Linked DNA regions of Mus musculus: all the other regions are linked to region 1. A link is a contact called in public promoter capture Hi-C data. All regions are on one chromosome and are shown on one strand. The core of a region is the stretch at or near the end of the contact, and the rest is flanking DNA. Distances in the headings are between cores, read along the strand shown. Region 1 holds the start of 3110083C13Rik (RIKEN cDNA 3110083C13 gene). Region 2 holds the start of Parp4 (poly (ADP-ribose) polymerase family, member 4). Region 3 holds the start of Cdadc1 (cytidine and dCMP deaminase domain containing 1). Region 4 holds the start of Cab39l (calcium binding protein 39-like). Region 5 holds the start of Rcbtb1 (regulator of chromosome condensation (RCC1) and BTB (POZ) domain containing protein 1). Region 6 holds the start of Mphosph8 (M-phase phosphoprotein 8). Region 7 holds the start of Phf11d (PHD finger protein 11D).

The links. Promoter capture Hi-C pulls out the DNA fragments that hold promoters and counts their contacts.
Region 2: a promoter capture Hi-C map of pre-B cells shows a contact between it and region 1, with 2.4 times the contacts expected there. The contact joins the promoter of Parp4 here to the promoter of 3110083C13Rik in region 1.
Region 3: a promoter capture Hi-C map of pre-B cells shows a contact between it and region 1, with 6 times the contacts expected there. The contact joins the promoter of Cdadc1 here to the promoter of 3110083C13Rik in region 1. A contact is called at or near these places in 9 of 39 promoter capture datasets (the 3T3-L1 cell line, 3T3-L1-derived adipocytes, the C10 cell line and 5 more), 1 of 115 datasets of contacts at active chromatin or transcription factors (astrocytes) and 1 of 9 other capture datasets (adipose tissue).
Region 4: a promoter capture Hi-C map of liver shows a contact between it and region 1, with 5 times the contacts expected there. The contact joins the promoter of Cab39l here to the promoter of 3110083C13Rik in region 1. A contact is called at or near these places in 5 of 39 promoter capture datasets (the 3T3-L1 cell line, hippocampal neurons, liver and 1 more) and 3 of 115 datasets of contacts at active chromatin or transcription factors (astrocytes, large pre-B cells and pro-B cells).
Region 5: a promoter capture Hi-C map of liver shows a contact between it and region 1, with 4 times the contacts expected there. The contact joins the promoter of Rcbtb1 here to the promoter of 3110083C13Rik in region 1. A contact is called at or near these places in 15 of 39 promoter capture datasets (the 3T3-L1 cell line, cranial neural crest, embryonic stem cells and 8 more), 5 of 484 Hi-C or Micro-C datasets (CD4 T cells, bone marrow-derived macrophages, embryonic stem cells and 1 more), 7 of 115 datasets of contacts at active chromatin or transcription factors (astrocytes, embryonic forebrain, embryonic stem cells and 4 more) and 2 of 9 other capture datasets (adipose tissue and macrophages).
Region 6: a promoter capture Hi-C map of pre-B cells shows a contact between it and region 1, with 3 times the contacts expected there. The contact joins the promoter of Mphosph8 here to the promoter of 3110083C13Rik in region 1. A contact is called at or near these places in 3 of 39 promoter capture datasets (hippocampal neurons, liver and pre-B cells).
Region 7: a contact with region 1 is called in a promoter capture Hi-C map of liver, with 8 times the contacts expected there. The contact joins the promoter of Phf11d here to the promoter of 3110083C13Rik in region 1. A contact is called at or near these places in 4 of 39 promoter capture datasets (cranial neural crest, hippocampal neurons and liver) and 1 of 9 other capture datasets (liver).

What each region holds. Positions count from the first base shown.
Region 1 is chr14:57,997,893-58,000,952 of GRCm38.p6, reverse strand. 3110083C13Rik (RIKEN cDNA 3110083C13 gene) reads right to left here and starts at 1,641. Exons shown (of 2, transcript NR_166770.1): 1 at 1,491-1,641. It overlaps Micu2 (mitochondrial calcium uptake 2), which reads left to right and starts at 1,691. Exons shown (of 12, transcript NM_028643.3): 1 at 1,691-1,923. The coding sequence starts at 1,714.
Region 2 is chr14:56,574,230-56,577,213 of GRCm38.p6, reverse strand. Parp4 (poly (ADP-ribose) polymerase family, member 4) reads right to left here and starts at 1,595. Exons shown (of 35, transcript NM_001145978.2): 1 at 1,484-1,595. It also overlaps a transcript of Cenpj not described here.
Region 3 is chr14:59,596,421-59,599,343 of GRCm38.p6, reverse strand. It overlaps Cdadc1 (cytidine and dCMP deaminase domain containing 1), which reads left to right and starts at 1,385. Exons shown (of 10, transcript NM_027986.3): 1 at 1,385-1,589; 2 at 2,385-2,482. The coding sequence starts at 1,508.
Region 4 is chr14:59,438,942-59,442,213 of GRCm38.p6, reverse strand. Cab39l (calcium binding protein 39-like) reads right to left here and starts at 1,251. Exons shown (of 11, transcript NM_026908.4): 1 at 1,196-1,251. Gm45935 (predicted gene, 45935) reads left to right here and starts at 1,334. Exons shown (of 24, transcript NM_001320725.1): 1 at 1,334-1,627. Setdb2 (SET domain, bifurcated 2) reads left to right here and starts at 1,334. Exons shown (of 14, transcript NM_001320720.1): 1 at 1,334-1,627.
Region 5 is chr14:59,199,705-59,202,640 of GRCm38.p6, reverse strand. Rcbtb1 (regulator of chromosome condensation (RCC1) and BTB (POZ) domain containing protein 1) reads right to left here and starts at 1,413. Exons shown (of 12, transcript NM_027764.2): 1 at 1,057-1,413.
Region 6 is chr14:56,666,825-56,670,180 of GRCm38.p6, reverse strand. It overlaps Mphosph8 (M-phase phosphoprotein 8), which reads right to left and starts at 1,933. Exons shown (of 14, transcript NM_023773.2): 1 at 1,617-1,933. The coding sequence starts at 1,829. It also overlaps the pseudogene Gm4032.
Region 7 is chr14:59,363,735-59,366,970 of GRCm38.p6, reverse strand. Phf11d (PHD finger protein 11D) reads left to right here and starts at 1,481. Exons shown (of 11, transcript NM_199015.4): 1 at 1,481-1,604. The coding sequence starts at 1,562.

The sequences.
Region 1 (3,060 bases), core at 392-2,891:
CCTTTCTACCACCAAAAGAACATCCAGCCCTGAGGTCGTGTTCCACATCTGCCATAGAGAAGATGAGCGGGGGAGGGAAGAGGGGGCTGGTGACAGGGGCATGGAGCAGGTGTGCACCTACTGTTAGTCCCATGTGGGATCACAGCTACGAGTCAATATTTTGTAAGAACAAAATGTAAAGGAAACATACAATAAATAGCAACTGTTTACAATACAGTGGCTTTGTCTGGGAGATCTGAAGAAAATCATTGTCAGAAGTCTGGATCAGATATTGTTTAACAGAAATGAAAGACCAGGCGCTCGGGAGGAGCAGACAAACAGAGATAGGCCCTTGAAAAGTGTTGGCCAGCTTTGAAAGATTACAAAAAAAAAAAAAAAATCCAAAGAAAAATAATGGCTGTTGCTAAATGCCATGCATAGGGCCTGACAGCACTGACCTGTACATGCAAATGTTGTCAAAATGCTAACGTCCTGTACATTTTACTTCATTCAAACACCAAATTTTAGGGGCTGAGTAGACAGCTCATCAGTTAAGAGTGTTCTCTGCTCTACCAGAGCACCAGAGGTCCATTCTCAGCACCCATATCAGGCTGATCACAACTGCCTCTATCTCCAGCTACAACACCCTCTTCTGGACTCTGGGGGCACCCACCCATATGTGGCATAAATACACAGAGGCATACACATAAAAAATGAGTCTTGATAAATAAATATAAAGGGCATTTAGCTATAAAAAACGGAGATCTGTAAGGGTGAGCATGTACACATATTCTTTCCTTTTTTCCTTTTGACACAGGATTTCACTATGTAGTTATGGGTGGCCTGGAACTCACTGCGCAGACCAGAGGTCAGAAAACAACTTATAGGACTCTCTTCTCTGACTTCTAACTCAGGTAGGCAGGCTTGGCATGAAGTGCCTTTATCCACTGAACCAACTGTCTCAAGTGACTCACTATAATCAGACATGTGACATTTGGGGCAAATATAATATCGTCAATATTTTCAGCCCCTTACCCTAGCCTCTTTGAGGATGAAATTCTACTGTTGCATCAACACCCACAGTGGTTATACCCAGCACCCTCTGCCGCTTACTGTTAGAAGTGTTTCCCTCTCCAGCTCTAAATGTGCCCACTTACGACTGACATAGGCTTTCCCGAGAGAGCTAAAGATGCTATGTTTAAGTCTATCGACTGAAAAACCATGCTAAATCTAATTTGATTCCGCATTTATCATCAACACCCTTCTTAGTCCCTATTCTTAATCTAGTTTGTCCAATATATTCCACCCAGAATCTATTACCCTTCCTTTAGTCTAATTTCATGGGGGGGGGGGGGTAGAGACCAGAAGGGGGCGCTGGATGCCCTGGAGCTGGACTTATCTGTGGCCTTAAGTCTCCGGAATCCAGCTGTGGTGCTCTGGAAGGGCAGCAAGCACCCTTCACCCCTGAGCCATCCCTGCAGCCCCTTCTTGGCCCACAGTGGTGACCTGACCTGTTAGGACAGTTAACCAGCTAACTCATGTCCTTTGCCTTGGAAACTGTCACCGGAGCCGAGGGTCACCTCAAAACCACGCTTGAACGTCGAGGAAGCAGCCACACCTAGCAACACACGCGCAGAGCACGGTGGAGGGTGATGAGCTCTCGCGAGAGCCCAACTCTGTTCTCGGGCAACAGACGGTGAGGGCGGGGCGCGACGCTCGGGCGCTTCCGCAAAGATGGCGGCGGCTGCGGGAAGAAGCGCTTGGCTGGCGGCCTGGGGCGGAAGGCTGCGGCGCGGGCTCGCGGCCGGCCGACGAGCTGTGCCGACTCGCGGCCCTCTCGCAGCGGCTGTGGCCGGGGTAGCCCTGGCAGGCGCAGGAGCGGCATGGCATCACGGCCGCGTGAAAGCAGCCGCGCGCGAGGGCTCCCGAACGGTGTCGGCGCAGGTACGGCTCAGCCCGGCCCCGCCCTCAGGCACCCCTGGGAGGGGGGCGGAGGCACAGGAGACCCTAGGCGCCTGGCACGAGCCTGGAGGGCCTGGGGGGTTCCGGGAGGAGGCGGCGGGAGGCCCCGCCCGGGATGCGTGTGGGCGTGGCTGGGGCACGCCTCTGCCCACCTGGTGGATGGAGAAGGGTCCTTGACGTTTGCGGGGGCTGGGCACCCCTTAGTTAGCCTGCATCGTTAAAGAGTTCCCTGGTCGCTTCTTTGTTGAAAAGGGTGGCGTCGACCTACTGTGTGAGCCACACACCCCCCCAGTCTAGAGAATATCAACTCTAAAAGTTAAACAGCTGATAGTTGCAGATTTTATCAATTCCAATGACAGCTGTTACATAAGTCGAAACCGTAATGTTTTAGTGGACCCCGCCTACGCGGCAAAACAAGTTTTCCTAAACCTGAGCTGTCAGGATGCAAATGTTAAGTACCCTACTTCAAGATGAACCCGGTCTTGTAAAACCTTGGAAAGTTTGAATGTACTCTCTAAGATTTTTATAGAGAGAGGCATTTCAGTGTTTTGGGTTTTAGGGTTTTTAAAATTAAAAGCAGTTTTTTATTTTCCTTATTTGCTAGGTTTCTGTTACCTAGTTCTAGTGGGAAAACTCAAGCATTAAAATACAACAAAAAGAAAAGCATACCTTACAGATTAAAGGTTGGTAACTGTTTGATTATTGAACAGTTTATACAAACATTGACTCCAACCTCACACCACATCAGAGGTGGAAAAAGCTACACAAGCATTATAGACTACTTTTTAATGTTTTCTGTGATTTGTTTTCATTTTATATGTATGAGTGTTTTGCCTGCGTGTATGTGTGTACACTGAATGCAGACCTGATGCCCAAATGCCATAAGCTTGCATTGGGCCCCTAGAACTAGAGTTACAGGTGATCCTAAGGGACCACAAGAGTGCTGGGAACTGAACCTGGGCCCTCTATAAGAGCAGCAAGAGCCCTTAACCACTGAGCCATCTCTCCAGCCCCAACATTTTTGTTCATTCTATGTCAACCAAATTTATTGTTCATTATTGGTTTTTCTGTTTGCATATTCAATTCCATCCTATCCAGAACCTTAGGTTAGTCCCCCTG
Region 2 (2,984 bases), core at 346-2,845, 1.4 Mb after region 1:
TAGGATTACTGGGGTGTGCCCCCATGACTGGCTTCTACCAGAAAATCCTTAGACTTGAAAAACACTTTTAGAAAAGTAGCAGAAAAAAACCAACAAACAAAACATAGGCATCCTTTCACTGAACCAAATACAAACGTGTCAAAAAGACCTGAAGGGAAAAAAGTCATTTCCAATAGCTTTTAAATATCAAACTCGAGCCTGGTGGTGGTGGTGGTGGTGGTGGTGGTGGTGCACGCCTTTGGTTCCAGCACTCAGGAGGCAGAGGCAAGCTGATCTCTGAGCTTGAGGCCAGCCTGGTCTATAGAAAAAGTTCTTGAGCAGCCAGGACTATACAGAGAAGCCCTGTCTCGAAAAAACAAAACAAAACAAAAAACTGCACAGTGGAGAGAGAAGGCTGCCTCGCTAGGGAGTGAACACCCACGTTTCTTCCTTTCAGCGTGTCGTAGGGGAGCCCATCACAAGCCGTCTTCCTATTGGCTGCCCTGAGACAGATCCCAGCTTTGATCCTGTTGTTACTCTTCCTTACCTCATCTCACTGCTTACAGTCAAACATGAAAGTCAGGGCATGAACCCCTGACAGGAACGTGGAAGCCGGTGGTTCTCAATCTTGACCCCTTTGACAGTGGGTTTAAGACTATAGGAAACACAGATATTTTTACTTACTATTCATAACAGTAGCACAATTTAAGGAACTGACTGGATTAAAGGCTGTGATTGGCATGTAAAGTGAGTAGATTAATTAGTGGTCAAGGAAGAACGCAGTTTACTGGCTTGCTTTCTGTTTCTGCTCACCTCATACAATCCAGGACCACCTGCCCAGAAGCGGTGCCTACAGTGGGCTAAGCTCTCTTCCTTCAGTTAGCAATCAAGAAAATGCTCTGCAGACACACCCCAGAGGTCAATTTGACGGAGGCGATTTCTCAATTGAGGTTCATTTTTTTCCAGGTGCGTCAATTTAACAACCAAGAATAGCCATAGCACCGGAAGTACCTTTAGTAGGACAGAGGCATAAATCCAACCTAAGGACAAATCTACGTGGGGCGGATTTCCTGGCCTTCCCCTTTTTCATTAACATAAATTGTAACTGCCATAGGTAAGGCCTAGACAGACTAAGAATTTCTCTATTCCCAGTCTTGGCTAAAACTGCAAATTAACTCACCCCATCTTTTTTACTTATTTTTTGTCTTAATAGGACCCGGAGCTTAGTCAGATTCGGCTAAATTTCAACTCCAGACCTCAATGAGTTATTTTCTTCTACCAAAAGTTTCCTCAACTTTCAGAAAGTAAAGAAATGTTGCGTTCTGTTGCAGTTATTTTCCCAAAACAGCAGTGGGTCTGATGGCGCAGTCAACATTGACCTCCCCTCCCCTGGCACTCCCCTCCTAGGGCCGCTGACCCTGAGCCAGGCCTCAGAAGGTCAAGACCACCAGAGACTACCGGGGACCCTCGGGCTGTCAGACAGCCTCCTGGGGTACCCACGCACCTGCTCGGAGATCCCGCCTGGCCCTTCCTGGTGTCGGATGGTCCCCTCCTCCGTGCTCCGCAGCCAGCGTTCCAGCCTTGGTGCTTCCGCTCCAGGCGCAGCCGGGTTAGGTGGGGCGCGGCGGGGCGGGACCGTGGCTGCGGCTCCTGAACACCGGACCTACGCCCCTTAGAGGGATGTCCTGCGACTGTCCAGCTGGGGAGAAGGCGTGGCCTCAGCTTTCCAGATCAGCCTAGCGTTCAGGACTTTCACTTTCTTTTTCAGAGTGTAAATTGCCAGTAGGAGTAAACCCAAAATTCGAATCTGGGAGACTTGATGGATGGGGACTTTTGACAGAGAAATGATTACGGATTGGGGTTAAATAGGGTGCTGGAATCCCAGGGCAGGTAAGAAACAAATTTCCCAAAGGGGCATCAGAGAGAATTTAGGACTGAAGAGCTAGGTCATTGGTAGAAAGCTTGGCTAACATTTGTGGGCCCCTGGGTTCGATTTTCAGCAGCAACAGTGGAAGAAAATGAGAACTTCTGAGTTTGAAGCGCACAATAGCATCCATCACTAATTGGAGACGCTCAAACGATGGGTCTAGGGCTAGACAGCTCAGCTGGTTATTTGCTTCACATGTGTGGGCCCTGGGCGCTAGAATCAGAAATGTACTGAGTAGGGACTGATTTAGAAATAATTCCATTAATAATTTCAGAATATGATGAATGAAACGAGACTATAAGGTCTAGACTAGAGAATTGAATGTAAAAGGTGAATTTTGGTGACATGATTTATTGGGTGCTGTCCTCAGGTGCCAAATGATCTGGAACTTATTATGTGTACTAGGCTAGGTAGCCAGTGAGCACTAAGGATCTACCAGTCTCTTCCTCCCAGCACTGGGGTTACAAGCACATACCATTATGTGTGGCTTTATATGTATATTATATGGCTTTATATATAGTATATATAATATACTATATTTGTTTGCATGCATACACATATGTGTGCTTATGATTTCTCTTCTTCTTTGACATGACTGGGTATAGGACTCATGTCATCAGGCTTGTAGGGCAAATACTTTACCCACTGAGCCACCTAGCCAGCTTCCAGCTTTTTCCTTTTTAAAATGGTGGGGGGGTGTGTTACACTCCGGTCTTTATGCTTACCAGGCAAGCACTCTAGGGACTGAGCCACCTCCCCCTCCCTAGAAACGTCTTTACTGGACTGAGGATATGCTTCAGCAGGTTAAAGTGCTGTGTGAAGCCCTGGGTTCAGTCCCTAATACTGTATTAAAAACAGGGTTGGTGGTATATGTGTGTAGTCCCTACAGACTGGAGGTACAGACAGGAGGATCAGAAGTCAAAGATCTTTAGTGAGTTCTTAAAAAGCAAAGCAGAAAAGGAGACATTTTTACTGTACTACTAGTTTCTTGTCTTATTGCTCTGATAGAAGCAGCTTTTGGAAGGAGAGGGTGTGCTGGCTTACAGTCCTAGGGTGTACAGTCTTTCATGGCAGGGAA
Region 3 (2,923 bases), core at 136-2,635, 1.6 Mb before region 1:
TTGGATCTAGAACTCAACCCCTACACCTAACGTTCAGGATCATCTCAGAAAGGGGGGAGGGGGATGAAAAGACTGTAAGAGCCAGAGAGGATCAGGAAGCTGTCAGAACATTGTCTTCTAGTTGTTGCAGGAAAGCTCCACCTACAAAATTTCAACAACATGGCTGCCAAAACAAGACCCGAACAATGCCAACACCAGCTAACTTGCCAACATGGGTGAAATCTCCCAGGGGTCCCATATCTAGATGAAGGGTAAATAATAACAGAGGAGAAATTAGTCTTCCCCAAGAATAAGTCCCCTCAACTAGTTATCCAGTACCAAGTGATCAGTCCTAAAAGCATATACATACAAGCACATATATGTAGAGATATATGTGTGTATATATTATATACATATATAATACATGTATATAAACAATAGTGGTTAAAGAAAAACCATGAATTAATTTAAAAATGATCAGGGCCTCGGGGAGGGGGGAGATTTGTAATGATATTATATTTTAAATAAAAATAAAACTATTTTTACAATTTTTGTTCAAATATCCATCTCTGGAGTTAAGGGTTGTAGTGACCCACTCTGGATGTGGGTGTTGGGAACTGAACTCAGACCCACTGGAAGAGTAGGAAGTGTTCTTAACTGCTGGGCCATGTTTCTGACCTCTCCAGGCTTCATTTTACACTTTATATTTTTCACTGGGGGCTGAGGAGATGGTTCATTGTGTACATGCTTTAGATATAAGCTTGAGGAGTTCCTTCTGGATCCCTCAAACCCACATTAAAAAAAAAAAAAGGTCTGAGTAAAGCTGCACCAGCCTGTAGTCACAAGTGTGTAAAGTCTGAGACAGGAGGATGAAGCTCCAGTGTAGCCAACCAGTGAGCTCCAGATCCAAGCAGAGACCCATTCTCAAAACAAACATTTGGAGGGCCATATAGAGGAAGATACCCTCTGTACGGTAAGCGCGCACACGTACGCTCTATTTACAAATTCATTGGGACGGACAACTCAGATTTTTCAGGTTCCGCTGTCTACTTAACTCTTCGATCCTCCCAGTTCTCTTCTCATAGTTTGTGTGAGTTTGGATATGAAGCAGAACCAAATACCCTGGGATCCGCCCACATCTGACGGCTGGGTTCCGATGGCCCTGCTTCCCCCACCTCGCCCACTCCGGTTCTATGTTCGCCTCTCTCTGTTTAAGTCCTCCACCCTGGTCCCCTACTGTCCCGAACCAAGACAACTTCAAGCGTCCTTCTTTCTGCAAAAATCACTGAACACAGCCTGCTACACAGAGTAGCATAACTGATAGATAACCACCACCACCACCTCGGTGCGCCGGACTCTGACGTCACATTAAGCGCCGGAAGCGATGGGGGGGGCATACCGAGACGTCATCTTGCTGCGCAGAACAAGCGGTTGTTGACAGGCCGCAGAGGTGGCCGTAGGCGAGCTTCAAGGAACCTATCATGCCTGACCGGGCAAGCTGTCCTGGGCCGAGGCCTTTGGGCTGGGGATGAAAGAAACGGATCAGATGCAGAGTTTGGAGGGTTCCGGGGCCGAGAGGTCAGTCGGCACGCAGACGGGCAGCATGACGGGTGAGTGCGGTGGCCTTCTCTCCCGCCCTGCCCCTCTCCTGGCGCTCTGCACGCTTGCCCGAGTCTCCCTCCAGCTCCGCATCCTGCCTGTCCTGTGTCTCCGCACAGCCCAGCACCCTCCCTGCTCTATGTCTCCTTCCCGCCCTGCTAGCCTGCTACTCCCCCCCCCCCCCCCACACACACACATACTGCACCTCCCTGACACCCTGCCTGCCCTGTGACTCACAGCGACTCCTGTCTGCCCCGCCGTCCCTGGTCTCCTTGCCAGGCGCGCGTCCCGGACACTGTGCTGTCCAGGCTTCATAGGTCGCGTCCTGTCCTGCACTGGTGGGTGGTTGCACCTAGAGTCAGTATCCCGGAGCTGAAGAGCCTGAAATTGCGCTTTGGCAAATTCACCACCCGTGATACCTCCCTCAAGTTTTGCCTTATGGTTGAAGATCAATCATGTTCCAACCATTGCCCTTTTAGCAATGCCAGGTTCCAGAGGGGTAGGGGTGGGGACCTTGCTCCTCGGCTACATCAGAGAGGAGCCCTTATCCTATTGATTGATTGATTATTTCCAGAGCCTTTGTATCAGTTTTACTATTTTACCTGTGGGGTGAGCTGGAGAAAAAAAAAGCACCCAACTTTGGAAAGTGCCACCCGAGGTCACTGAAAGTGAGGTTGTGGCCACTCTTGCTAAGGAAGCTTTTATTCTCCTGCCTGCCAGACCATCTGCAGCTCACTCGTAGCTTTGAGCTTAGCTCCTCTGCCTTCACTAGTGAAATTCTGAAGTGCTTGCCTTCTCTTTTGTAGGTCAAATACCAAGGCTTTCTAAAGTGAACCTTTTCACCCTGCTCAGTCTCTGGATGGAGCTCTTCCCAGGAGTGGAAGCCCAAGGGCAAAAATCTCAGGTATACCTTATTTCCATAGAGAGTGTTTACCCTTGGAAAAGCAGTAGTCTAAGTCTGGTTTCATTGGCCAACTGTAGTCCTAACAGCCAAATGCAGCAAGAACCTAGGAATGGTGTCATGGCTTTTGTATGCTGTGCCTGTAACCACAGCGAACTAGCTCATATTTCCAGTCTGAAAAGTTATTTCTAGTGTGTGCCATGATTACCAGGTATTAAGGCTTTTCTTTTGGAGACATTTAGCGCCTTAAAAATGTGCATTGTAAAAGTCAGTTTGCTAGTAATACAAAATTTGGAAATCCTTTTAGCTTTATTGTCCATATTTTATCTCATCGTAATTCTGTTATATACATTTAACTTGAATCCCTTTTCAGTGCAAAAGTTTTTTTTCTCACCCTTGGTTTCTGGCATCCTCTCCTTCATCTGACAGATACCATGGAGGTTT
Region 4 (3,272 bases), core at 2-2,501, 1.4 Mb before region 1:
ATTTTCAGATCTGGCAGCTTCTTTCAAATAATAAAAAAAAAAAGAATGCTTTCTACTTCCTTTTCTACTTTTTTTTCCCCAAGAGAAAACTGGAAAGAGGAAAGTACAGTGTCTTGCTCTTCCCAAACTCCAACACCCTCCTTAAATAATACCCTGTTCCATAAAGCCAGCCCGCATAGCATCGCAGACCCAGAAATGTACAAAGCTGTCATGGCTTTCTTGTTTGGTTGGTTTTGACTAGGTGCAGAAAACATATTCGACATGTGTTAAATTTAATGTGAAGCTTCACAATTTCGTTTCCAAAAGTCAACTTTAATTGCATAGATGTATTCATTTGAGTTGTATTGTTTTGGGGTTTGGTTAATTTTGATGTGTTTTTCTTTCTTTTTTTTTTTTGCAAACTTTTTTTTAAAATCAAGTTTATAATGTTAAAAATATGTAAAGAGAAATTTACAAAAAAAAAAAAAAATCAGCACCTTTGAAACTGGGGTAAGGGTGTGGCGCTCCTGTGGCAGAAAGATCCGGTCTGCCTGAGCTACATGTATACCTAGCATGAAGTGAATTTGGAGCATGACAAACACTAGTTTACTTCCCGTTTCTCCTTTTTATTTTATTTTATTTCTCTCTTTTTTTCTAACGTCATTGAATGAATGCTGGCGGCATGCTTATGAATAAAACTACTCTCACACAACCTGCTGTCCATGTATGTCAAAGGATGAACTCTCGAGAAGGGCAAAGGCTCCGCAGTTGGCCCCTGGCAATTGACAAAAAAGAAAAGTTCTCTATCGACCCGGAGGCCAGTGGTCGAGACAGCCCCCTCTCCCTTCCACGACTGGCTTTCCCGTGTTGAATCCTACAGCCAGCCTCCTTTAATCATGACAGGGGTCGGCGGTGGGAATCTTCGCGCCACAAACACTGCTGAGCAACTCTCGGAAACCAAGGGATCAGGGTTAAGACAGGAAAGCAAAGCCTGCGCCAGACTCTAATGACCAGCAAAGCCAAGCCGGGGCCACCGCCACCGCCACCACCACCACGCCTGCCTCCCAAACACAGGGAGGAGACTCCGGGCGGGCGAGAAGAATCCCCTGCTAGTTAAGTCGCCCCTTCACTCCCAACACTCCTGTCACCCCGAGGACTCTCCTTCCACACACACACTCCCAGAGCCGGAAAAGGCTCGCCGCAGCCACACACCTACCGCGGGCAGAGAGCGCTGCGCCACCACTCCAGCGAAGTGCCTCACTTGGCTGCCGAGAACCCGATTGGCCGTAGCAGTCCGCGCGAGACAAACCGAGAGAGTCGCCGACCAATCAGGAGGCCGCGCGCTCCGGCCGGCGCCGCGGGGCCGCGGAAACTGTGTGGAGCTCCCTTGGGGCTGATGTCTCCCCCGCTGAGGTGAAGCCGCCTCGGGACTGCAGACTCTGGTGCGGACAGTGCAAGGCGCGCGGGGTGCCAGGCCGCCTCAACCCGCTGTCTCAGTAGCGGGGGTGGCCGGGGCTCTCAGTCGCGTTTCCCCCACCGTCTTGCGGCGCTCACTTTCGTGGCTGGTGATTTCTGAGTAATTTGGCTATCATGGGCTGTAGACAGCGGAGCACAGACAAGATCTTCAGGACACTGGTCCATTCCACAGGTAAGGTTACACTGGCCATGAACAAATGAAATTATTTATCAGTTGAACTTGATTGGTATCTTCGGAGCGACGGACTGACTCACTACTCAACAGTCCAAGATCAATAAAGTCACTGCAGAAAGGGATATGATTGACAGATCATATGATTGGCATGTAGTAACATGGTTCTTTGCATGTTAGTGAAGAAAACCAAAGTGGAGGATTAATTTATGTTTAGTCTTAGATTTGGTAAACAGACCATTAGCTCTTCCAAATACCCTACCACATACGATAGGATAGGTTTCTATTCTTCACCAGAAGGCGTTTTGCCATTGTTGTGTTGTTTAACATACGAACACGTTAAAAATGTGCCTGACCCTGACTTACGCTCCGATTATGTCATGCCTATCAAAGAACCAACGAGATAGTGGTATCTTAGTTTTTTTAGTTTCTTTTTCCTCCAAGTAAAAAGGAAACTTAGATCTAAATGAAGTTGCCTGTATGTTTGGCCAGATGAAAGTTTGAGACTGGCAAAGAACCAAATTTAAATAAAATTCTCCTGGCAAGCTGGGAGATGGTGGCTGGGGAGGCAGAGACTAGCGGATCTCTTGAGTTCTCTCCGGATTGAGTTCCCGGAAAGCCAGGGTTACCCAGAGAAACGTTGTCTCAAAATACAAAACATACAAACAAATAAAAAGTACACTAACAGTGAAATATTAGTGTTGTCTTTGGAAGATAAGCTTTAAATTTCCTTAACTTTTTTTGGCAATTTTTTTTCTTTTGTAAATTAGCTTCCAAGCTACACTGGTGAGAGCTTTTTCTTTAGTTGCTGTTTGCTATGTGGAAGTCCAGCCTAGTAGACCAGGATGGCTTTGAGCTACTGGTCCTCCTGTCCCCACCTGCCCTTTCCTGAGGTGTCAGGCTGAGTGAGTGTACTGAGGTGGAAGTTACTAGAATCTAAGGTGGAAGGCAGCTTGGCAATGTCTCTTTGTGGCACTTGGATATCTGTAGTATTAATTTTACAGTGGAAAGGTTGCCTGGCTGAAGTACAGTGTATAGCTTATGTTTCCCTTTTAACAGTTTGCATTTCTGGTGAGTCTCATTGCCAATGTGATACATACTTCTTTTTGGCTAACAGATTTTCAAGTTTCTAAGAACATTTTGGTGTTCTGAAGCATATCACAGTTAGTGGTATATGTCAAGCATATTCTGGGCTGGAACCATAGCCCAGTCAGAATACGTGCCTTGTTTGTGCAAAGCCCTGGTTTGGAATCTGAGCACTACATAAGTCCAGTGTGGTGGCACATGCCATTGATCCCAGTGCCTAGGAGGTAGAGGCAAAAGGATCAGAAGTTTAAGGCTATACTCAGTATCATAACCAGTTCAAGGCGAGCCTTTCTCAAAAGGAAAAAGAGAAAAATTGTATTCCACTTGGTACTCAGTGGACAACAGAGTGCTTTCCTGTTTTAAGGAATTCTTGGTCATTATCACCTCATTTCTTTATTTTCCCCATAAATTACTAGGTGTGATTTTCTAGGGTTCTAAGGGGCTTTTCCCATGAGTCTGGTGTGTTATTTTCACCTAATCCGTATATTTGAAGAACATTTCTTATATCCGTGATCCCTAATTGGTTATTTTTCAGAATTGTACCTTTCTTTAGCCCTAC
Region 5 (2,936 bases), core at 164-2,663, 1.2 Mb before region 1:
CTTCTTTATATTTATTTATATTTTCTAAATTTTTCTTCACTCTTAGCTTGTAAATGTTTTGCTTGTTATCAAGACAGGATTTCTCTGTGTAGCTCTGATGGTCCTGGAACTCGATCTGTAGACTTCTTATAAACCGTATATTGTGGCCTAGATATACTTGAAAACTTGAAATTTTTCGTCTATATTGTGAGCCAAATTACATAGTAGATTAATTAACTGACATGTTAGGAAATCTATTCTAGTTAAAGTCCAGCAGTTTTTATCACATCTCTGGATACATATAAGGTAATGTACTGTCTTAAAATTTTTTAACTATAGATCCTAGTTAAGAAAGAAAATGTATTTCAATGTCTTGTCAGGCCTGTAAACGCATGAAGGCCCAACCTTTGTTTCATATGCTTCCTTTTAAGTACCAAATGCAGAAAGAGCAATTCAATTGCATGACTCTCGGATAAAGACCCCAGACTTCTCACTTTCTGGTACACACAGGCACTCAGTTTAAAACCTTAGAACACAAAATTTAAGCTACGAGCTTCATAGCTTTGGTTTCCTGTATATGTTCTGAGATTCGTAGAACTTAACACTTCGGATCATAAGACTTAAAAATCACAGAAGAAACACTTCAAAGATTAACGCATCACTTCCTCTTCAATAGGCACAAAGAGGGGGAAAGGAAAAAAAAAAAAAAAAACCCGCCCCGAAGTACTGGTATTCACACAATGGAGTAAAACCCAGGCCACAGAAGAAGAGAACCTAAATCCTGTTGTGATTTAAATTGAAGTCAAAATTTAAAAGACACTCTAAACTCCCGTAAGGGTCCCGTAAGCATCATCTCATGCCTGCCAGCATTTCTTGCTTTTGATGCTACGCCCGCTACAGCGCACGCCAGTCTCAGAAACTCCGATTGTTTTGCCCACCACGAGCTTTAATCCTCGTAGCAGTAACGGGGCAGAGGCGAGGGAGACTATGAATGTTTCTAAAAGCAAGCTGTATTGTCTTATAAAACTGCAACCCTCGGCTTCGGCGCTCTGCAGCAGTCAGCCTCCCACCGCTAACCTGCGTGCTCCGGGTTCCTCCCCCGCAGGGCGGACAGCGCAGCTCCTCAGAGGCAGGCCGCGGGCAACGCCACGTACTCGGCTCGCCGCACACCTGGGGGAAGCGCCCGCAAGACGGAATCCGCGGGTGCCCGGTGCGGGGTGCGCGTCGCCGGGGAGTCGCGAACGCGCCTGGTGCGCACGGCCCTCGGGAGGGCGCGGACTCAGCAGCCAGCGGCCGAACAAGGCCCTGTCCGGCTCGCCTGCTCGCTCGCCCGCACCGCCGCCCTGCAGCGCTCTACCTGTCAGGCCGCCCGGCCAGGCCCTGACTCCGCTGCGCCGCCGCCGCCTTAGCCGTAGCCGGCTCCTCCCCCCCAAAACCGGGAGCGAGCACAAGCGCCCGGGCCGCCGGTCACGTGGGCGGGTCGCGTCACGTGACACCGGAGCGCCCCGCGCAGCGCGCGCCCTCTGTCTGCTCAGGTTCCCGCTCGGGTTTGGTTGTAGACCGGGCTGCTGGCGCAGCGCAGGGGCGCCGTAGTGGCTCCCGCGAGGACCGGAAGGCGAAGGCGTCCCAGGATGGCAGCAGAGCGTGGCCTTCCTCCCGCTCCGCCCATCCCAGGCCGCTGGTCTTCAGGACACGTGTCTCTGCCCGGTCCGAGGAAGGCCAGGACGCCTAGGTCAGGAGGGCAGAGGCAAGGCTGCTGAAAGCTCTCTCTCTGCCCAGAACTTTTCTTGTGTTAAGCGGGTACAACTGAGGTCCGGAAGGGAGCGGCCGCTTTGTGCTTTGTGCTTTGTGCGTCTATCAGAAGAAGCTTATCAGTTGTAAAGTCCCCTACCGCCCTAGGCTCTCCCATTTGGCACTAGAGACCAAAGTCTACACTTGGCACCCCAACATTCAAGCTATCTTGTTTAGACTCACCTTTCCCTTTTCAGGTCCCAGCGGTAAATACAAATCCCCTTTGTTTTCTGTTTACCACTAAGCAGATGCGGTCCAAAAACCTTTCTGTCAGCACATAGTAACTACAACGTGCTTCCCCCCTATAGAGAATTCTTGTTTCTCTTGAGTACTTTCGGTGGATTACATTTTTAAATATATATATATATACCTTAAATTGCTGTAGGCCTCTCAGGGTTTGTTCATTCTTTTGCCTTGATCTCAAATGTTCAGAATCACCATTTCCTTTCTCAAAGAAAAAACAGGAGGAAGAGGTTAAAAACAGATTTTACTTAGAAATTATTGCAATATAGAAATTGAGCCCTATTTTATACCCTAATGTTTCTTTCTGTTGTACTAGTCCCTGGGTAAAATCTGTTTTTACCAGTTTAATGACTCTGGCTCTGGTTTTTTTTTTTTTTTTCCTAACATTTCCCAAAATATTCATCGGTCTCTCATCTTTCAAAATTGAGGTCAGACACCATCTATTCTTCTTGCAGACTTAACATCTTCAGTTGTTGTAAAAGTTCATTGAGACAGCCTCAGCTACAACTACTCCTCTAGTTATAATACTACATACTCAAAACAGAAAATTCACAATGCAGGTAAATGTATTACTCTGCATCTAAGAGATTAAGTATCTATTGTTACCTGATCTCACATATTATGAACTCTTCATAACAGGGCTATATGGTCTTACTACAATAACTGAGAACTGACTAGACTCTCACTATCAGCCAATGGAAGAGCAACACCAAAAATATGGAAATTTGGTAGACTTGAGGGAGGATAGAAATGGAAAATTATGGGAACATAGGGAAGAAAGGAGTCCCTTACCACAGAGTCTTTCTGAAGCGTTTTGCAGCTGCAAATAGAGTACAATTAATGTTTGTGCTGAAGGTTGCCTACAGAGAGACAGTATTCCTTTTTTATGGAAATATTTTCTAGTAAGAAGGTTAGAATACCAA
Region 6 (3,356 bases), core at 684-3,183, 1.3 Mb after region 1:
CAGGCTCTAAGTCAGCCTGGACTTCTGAGACCCTACCTCAAAAAGCAGGGAGTGACCAAGTGGGGTATGCAGATGCAGAGGGAGCCTGGAGCCATTGTCTCTGTGGCTAAGAGTAATTTAGGATCCATTCCCAGTACCCATGTGGCAGCTCACAACTATTTGCAATTTCAGTTCCAGGAGAACAAATGCTCTCTTCTCGGCTCACAAATGTGGCACAGACAGACATAAGGCTGAACAACCATATACATAAAAATAACAATATAGGCTAGAATTTCGTCTTTAAAAAGAAAAAAAAAATCTCTACCATCAGGCCAGGCAGTGGTGGTCTTTAATCCCAGCATCCAGGAGGCAGATGCAGGCACATTTTTGAGTTTTAAGGCCAGCCTGGTCTAAACAGAGAAATCTTGTCTCAAAAACAAAACAAAACAAAACAGGAGTTCTCAGAGAAAAGCACCACTTTAAAGAAATGTCTACCATCAAGCCAACATGGCACAGGGTAAACAGCAGTCCATTAAAAAAAAAAGTTTGTCAATGGATTAAAAATTAAGATGAAAGTTGGCATATGGCAGATAACAAATGACAGAAAATACAACAGAAACAAAACCATCGTATAGGCACGATTCCTATCTACAGCCCTTATCTTCTCCTTTCTCCAAATTCCCATTTCGTTTACTCATTCAATAATCCCACAGCCGTGAGATAGATCTCTGTGGTAAAGCTCTTGCCTTGCATTCATGAAACCCTGGGTCCAGTACACGGTATCAGATAACGGCAACAACAAAATCAGCCTTTGCTGTTACTGGACTAAGTGTCCGTGATTCAAGCATTATTATAAACCACATCCCCTGATTAAAGGAGCCCACAATCTAGAGCAGAAAAGACAAATACAGAGATAAAAGACAATGACTTAAATAGAGGTAAGAGAGTAAGGACAGAACTGAGAAAGCACCTTTTTCTGCAGAGCTCGGGTAAGGGAAGAGAGGGGAGAAAAGGTATCACAAACAGATGGATCCCAAGCCTTGGAAATACAGACTAAGAATTTCTCCCGGGGACGACATTCGCAGCAAGGAGGATGTTAAGTGTTCAAGCACGATGTGCGAAGATTGTCCTTTCAAGCTTACTCTAAATCTCTTGAGTTACACTCATAAAACGCGCAGAAAAGGGACACTTTGGGTTGGGAAACCTTTACTGTCCCGGGCACTCGGTGTGAATGGGATTTCCTGAATTTAAGCCAAGGAGCATTTTCTACTTTTAGAAAACATTGGGACAACGGTGTAGAGAATCCTCCAGTCTTTCCTAACGGAAAGCCATGGCCCTAACCGTATACCCGAATGCTGAAGGCCACAGAAGTCTCCCACCAGCTGCCTTGCATCCTACGATTCTCAACATTCCATGTCACCGCTTCGTCTCTTCTGCCAAAACAACACTTAGAACTTCCCTAAGCATCCATCCTCCACCGACTGCGGCCAGGGTCCTCTCCAGGATGTCAGTCTGCGCCTACGGACCGCCACCGTCCTCCCAAGCTGTTCCAGGCTGTTCGGCGTCCCACTCGGATTCTCCCAACCCGCCGTCCCCGCCCCGGAGACTCCCTGTCCGGCCGCTCAGCCCCCACATACTCCCTCGCACTTCATGTCCAGGATCCTCTCCACCTCGAAAACGTCCTCCCCATCCTCCTCGCTGTCCCCAACGGCCACCGTTCCTTTGGTGGCTGCGTCCTTCTCTTCGTCCCCTGCTCCAACTCCTTCGGACTCGGGAGAACGGCCAATGCTGTCGGGAACTGACATAACTAGAGCGGCCGCACTCATGCCCTCCTCAGCCGCCGCCGCCATCACAGACGCAGTGCAAAACCAACGCGAAAAACCGCCGGCGACCCACAGCGGGACAGCACCGCGCGCCTGCCGCTCCGCCCTAATCCGCTCCAGCGGCGTGACTCGACCGTGAGGCAAGCCAGCCAATTGTGGGCGCCGAGCTCTGGATTGACACACAGAACGGCCAATCACGCAAAGGCGCGCTCCCCGGCTCCCTGGGGAGTTCACGGGAAGTGGATGGGCGGGTCGACGGACTCTGAGGAAGAACGCTGCCTCAGGGAAGAGCGGAAGGGCTCCCCTGGGGAGACTGCGAGGGGCGGTCCTAGCACCTCACCTCCCAAACTCCGGTGACGCCCGCTGCCTGAGGAGACCTGTTGTTTGGATTGTCGGAAGGAGACCATGAGGATTCTGGGAAAGGGACCCCCAGTGTTAGCGAGACCCGCCTGTGCGGAATGGCTGCCCAGGAATCCTTTCGTATGGTTTTGGCTGGCTTATATGGCGTCTGCGGTCGAATCAATTACATATAGCCTATAGGGATATTTCATTTTAGTGAGTAGCGTTTATAGATAGAGAATAGGGACCCGGAGGTGGTTCAGCAGATTACGGCCCTGGTCGCCAAATATGAGGACCTGAGTTTAATTTCCAAGGGCATACATAGCGAGAGAATTCCCCCAATATGTATTCTCTTCTGTCAGGAGAAAGGCCAATCTTTACAGCAAGACACTGTATCAAGTAATAATTTATGGGATTTACTTGTTGGGCTTTGAAAGTAGTTCAGTGATAGGGCGTTTGTCTGGCAGGTGATGGTTGGAGGCTTGGTCCTAGTAGCTGAGTAAAAGTTGGTTCTCTCCTTCAAAAGATAGAGCCCAGGTTGCCTGGCTTGGCCCCATTTGGGCTATACTTAATTAATTGGATCATTCACACCTGATAAACCAAGCCAAAACCACCTATGTGTTTGTTCCCAAGTTCCCTTGCTTCTTATTGAATTGAAAATATCAGAAGCAGGTGCGGGGTTGATGCAAGAGAAACGAGTAATATTGATGCTACAAAGGAGTCACTAGGAAGCGAGCCTGCGATATGATTGGAAGAGAATTACCAGGCTTATTACAAACTCTAGGAAAGACATTTTTGTGCCAACATTGAAGTTTTGGGTTGCTGAGAAAGTTTCTGTTAACGTTAGTGCACTAAGATTGACCTCCAATTAGACTCCATTTCCACAACAAAAGGAGACAACCCTAACTTACAACCAGCCATTAAGCCTATCCACCTTATTAAAAAAAAAAAAAAAAAAAAAGCCTCTAAGGGGCAGCTCAATGGCTGAGCCCCAAGTCACACCTATCATTAAGTCCTAGTTTGCCATTAAATCCCCTGTGCCCTTGTGAGGAAAAGCCTAACTCTGCTGGTAGGTAGGCAAGAGGACCCTGAATAACAACTATTTGAAAAGAACAACACTGGTGTATATGCTTAGAAATAATTCTGACTATCTTCGCTGTGTACCTCTTGTATCTGCCTGAGTGACTAGACTTTCAGTCTCCTGTCTGTATTAAA
Region 7 (3,236 bases), core at 232-2,731, 1.4 Mb before region 1:
GGCACAGGCTGCCCTTGGCCCTCTTAAGTGCTGCTACATCCACTCCAGTAGTGACCTGTCTGACAGGCTGAAAAGCCTGGGCGTGGTCCTGAGGTGAAAAGTTCACGGAAACTTAGTCTCCTGGAAATTTGGCATTCCCATAGCTAGAGTGCCCCAGATTTGTCCCTGCGATAATGTAGAGGGTCTTGCATGCTTTCTTACAGTATCTTACTGGATAAGAGTTAGAAATCTCAGGGCACACTATTCCCATATGCAGGAATTTACCATTATCTGGGAAGAAGGAAGATTGTGGTTTAAGGAGGAACAGGAGTTGATACTTAGAACTATAGATAGCTGAGTTACACCCATACACAGGAATTTACAATGGCCTAGGGGGAAATCGGACTAAACGTTGGACTAGATTAGGAACTATGGCAAGGGCCAGAAGCCCTCGCCCCTGACTTCTAGTATTAAGCTGACCTTAGGTGGGGCTGCTTTTGATCCCAGTCATTAACATAGAATTTTATCCCAGTTGGTTCCTGCCAGTACTTTGTAGGCATTCCTCTGTTTTGTGTAAAAGTCACTTATAAGACTGGTGCTCGCTTTGAGACAAAATACATTCAGATCCACACTCCCTTGTGTCCTGTCTGTCACCCCCTTCTCGCTGACTCCTTGATCACCTATAACCGGAACCTGAGTTTCACCCGTGGATCGAGGACCCAAATGAGGTTCGTCTGCAGCAGAGTGCCTTCCCTCTAGACTATATCTTTGATTTCCCCCGAAAGAATGAACTTTTTAGAATTCTATTCCCTATATGTTAGTGCCTACATGAATGTTTCCCTTTGTCACTGGGACTGAAAGATCTACATTTCTGTGTGCTTTGTAGCCCACGGGTGCTAAATAAAAAGTCCTTACTGGCACCTGGGTCTAAGACCTATTAATTTTTTGTCCTTTAACGATACTCCCACATAGACCAAACAATGTGCTACAAGTTTCAGAAGAACAGACCGATTGTTCCTTAAGTTAAGCACAGGCACGGTTGGGGTGTCTGGTGTGGGTTTTCTCCAGCTGATTGATGGCTATTGTGGTTGTTGATGTCACACACCTGGGAAGAGAACCCTTCTCCATATTTGCCTCCATCAGAGTGGCCTGTGTGGCATTTTCCTGACTGCTCGTTGTGGAGGAAGGCGCAGGCCTCTGTGTGCAGCAGCAGCATGGGGCAGGTGGTTGTGGACTGTACTGCACAGCAGGTCTAGAGAGCCAGGGAAATAGGCAGAAAGCCTCCCTGCTCCTGCTTTCTTCCTTGTTCTCTGGATGATGACTGCACCCTGTTAGTCCTATAATCCATTTCCTCCCCTAAGTTATTTTAGGCCCTGGTTTTCATCACATTGGCAGAGTAAACTTTTCAAATGACTATTCAGAGTTGAAAATCTGCCAGCATGCTACAACATGCACTTCCCGCCAATTAGGTCTTTGCTTTCACTATGCACATTTCGGGAAACGAAACTAGGAGCTAGAAGTAGAATCTGGAAACCAGAAACTAGAAACTCAGTCGTGCTTATAGGAGTACAGGCGCCCAGTCATGGCCCAAGAGACAGCACCACCGTGTGGCCCAGTCTCAAGGGGTGAGTACTAGAGTGATGGCCAGCAGGTACATGCCATACCCCACTCTCCCACCTCCAGGGAGACTGCAGGATGTTGCTGAGGGTGGAGCTGGGCTTACAGTATCTGGGAAAGCTGTAGGTACTGGGAGCCTCTGGAACATGAAATCTCTATGTCAGCCTGTTCCACCACGTTGGGTCTTCTCTCCAAAGTTCTAGAAGCTGTGCACTGTAAAGGGAACAGTCAAGACATGCTCGTGGGAAAGGAGGCGAGGCTTTACTGGGGGTGCTAGCAATCTGGAAAGGAAGTCTAGGTCTTTGTGGGCAAATGGAGAATACCGAGGACCAGTTTGGGGGTATGTGTTTCTTATAGCCATCAGTGTCTTAAGAGTTTGTGTTGTGCAGGCTGATATTTCAGGGCCACCCATGGTGACAATCTCCTTGAGATGTTTTTCTCTTATTATAAGAGCATGATGATCCAGTTTTTTGTCAGTTTTGTGGTCCACAAGGCGTCTGGAACCATCTTAGAAAACAATCAAGAATGGCCAGGAAGTTCTATCTGGGTAAAGAAACAGAAATAATGCACAGAGGACAGCAGGAATAACTTGAACGCTGGTGTTGTTGACAGGCTACTTCAGGCCTGCCCCAATCCTGTTTCTCCAGTAGAAACCCGGCCCAAAGGTTAAAGCAGGAAATACAGACACAATAGGAAGGCACTAATGCCAAACCTTTAAAGGCCTTTCAAGCAACAGGGATAGCAGTGATCACTGCTCAAGGGAAGTCACTATTTTCAGGCAAAGCTTTCATCCTTCCATCCCTGAAACAACCCAGGGATCCATTATCCTCCCCCACTTGGTAGAGATGTTTCAGCCTATAGCCATCCTGCAACTAGTATATTCTTGAGGTTTATTTTGTGTATGATTATCTTTTCTGCATAAATGTTTGTATACTCCTCATGTACTTGGTGATTTAGTGTTTAGAAGAAGAAGGCAAAGGATCGCTCCTGGACCTAGAGTTAGAAATTTTTATAGGTCACCAAGTAGGTGCTAGGGACTGAGCCTGGGTCCTCTGCAAGACAAATAAGAGCATTTGTCGACAGAGCTATTGCTCTATACCCTGGTGTGTGTGTGTGTGGAGGGTACATACACATACACACACACACACACACACACACACACACACACGCACACACACATTGAGATTAACCTTAAAACTTCCTTGGGGACAGTTGTGAAGAATTCCAACCTTTTTTTTTTCTATTAGATATTTTCTTTATTTGCATTTCAAATGTTATCCCCTTTCCTGGTTTCCCCCTCCAAAAGGCCCCTATCCCCTCCAAGTGCCCCCTGATCACCAAGCCACCCACTCCCACTTCCTGTTCCTGGCATTCCCCTATACTAGGGCATCAAGCCTTCACAGGACCAAGGGCCTCTCCTCCCACTGATGACTGACAAGGCTATCCTCTGCTATGTATGTGGCTGGAGCCACAGGTCCCTCCATATGTACTCTTTGGTTGGTGGTTTAGTCCCAGGGAGCTCTGGGGGTACTGGTTATTCATATTGTTGTTCCTCCTATGGGGATATAAACCCCTTCAGCTCCTTGGGTCCTTTCTCTAGTTCTTTTATTGGGTACCCTGTGCTAAGTCCAATCATGGCC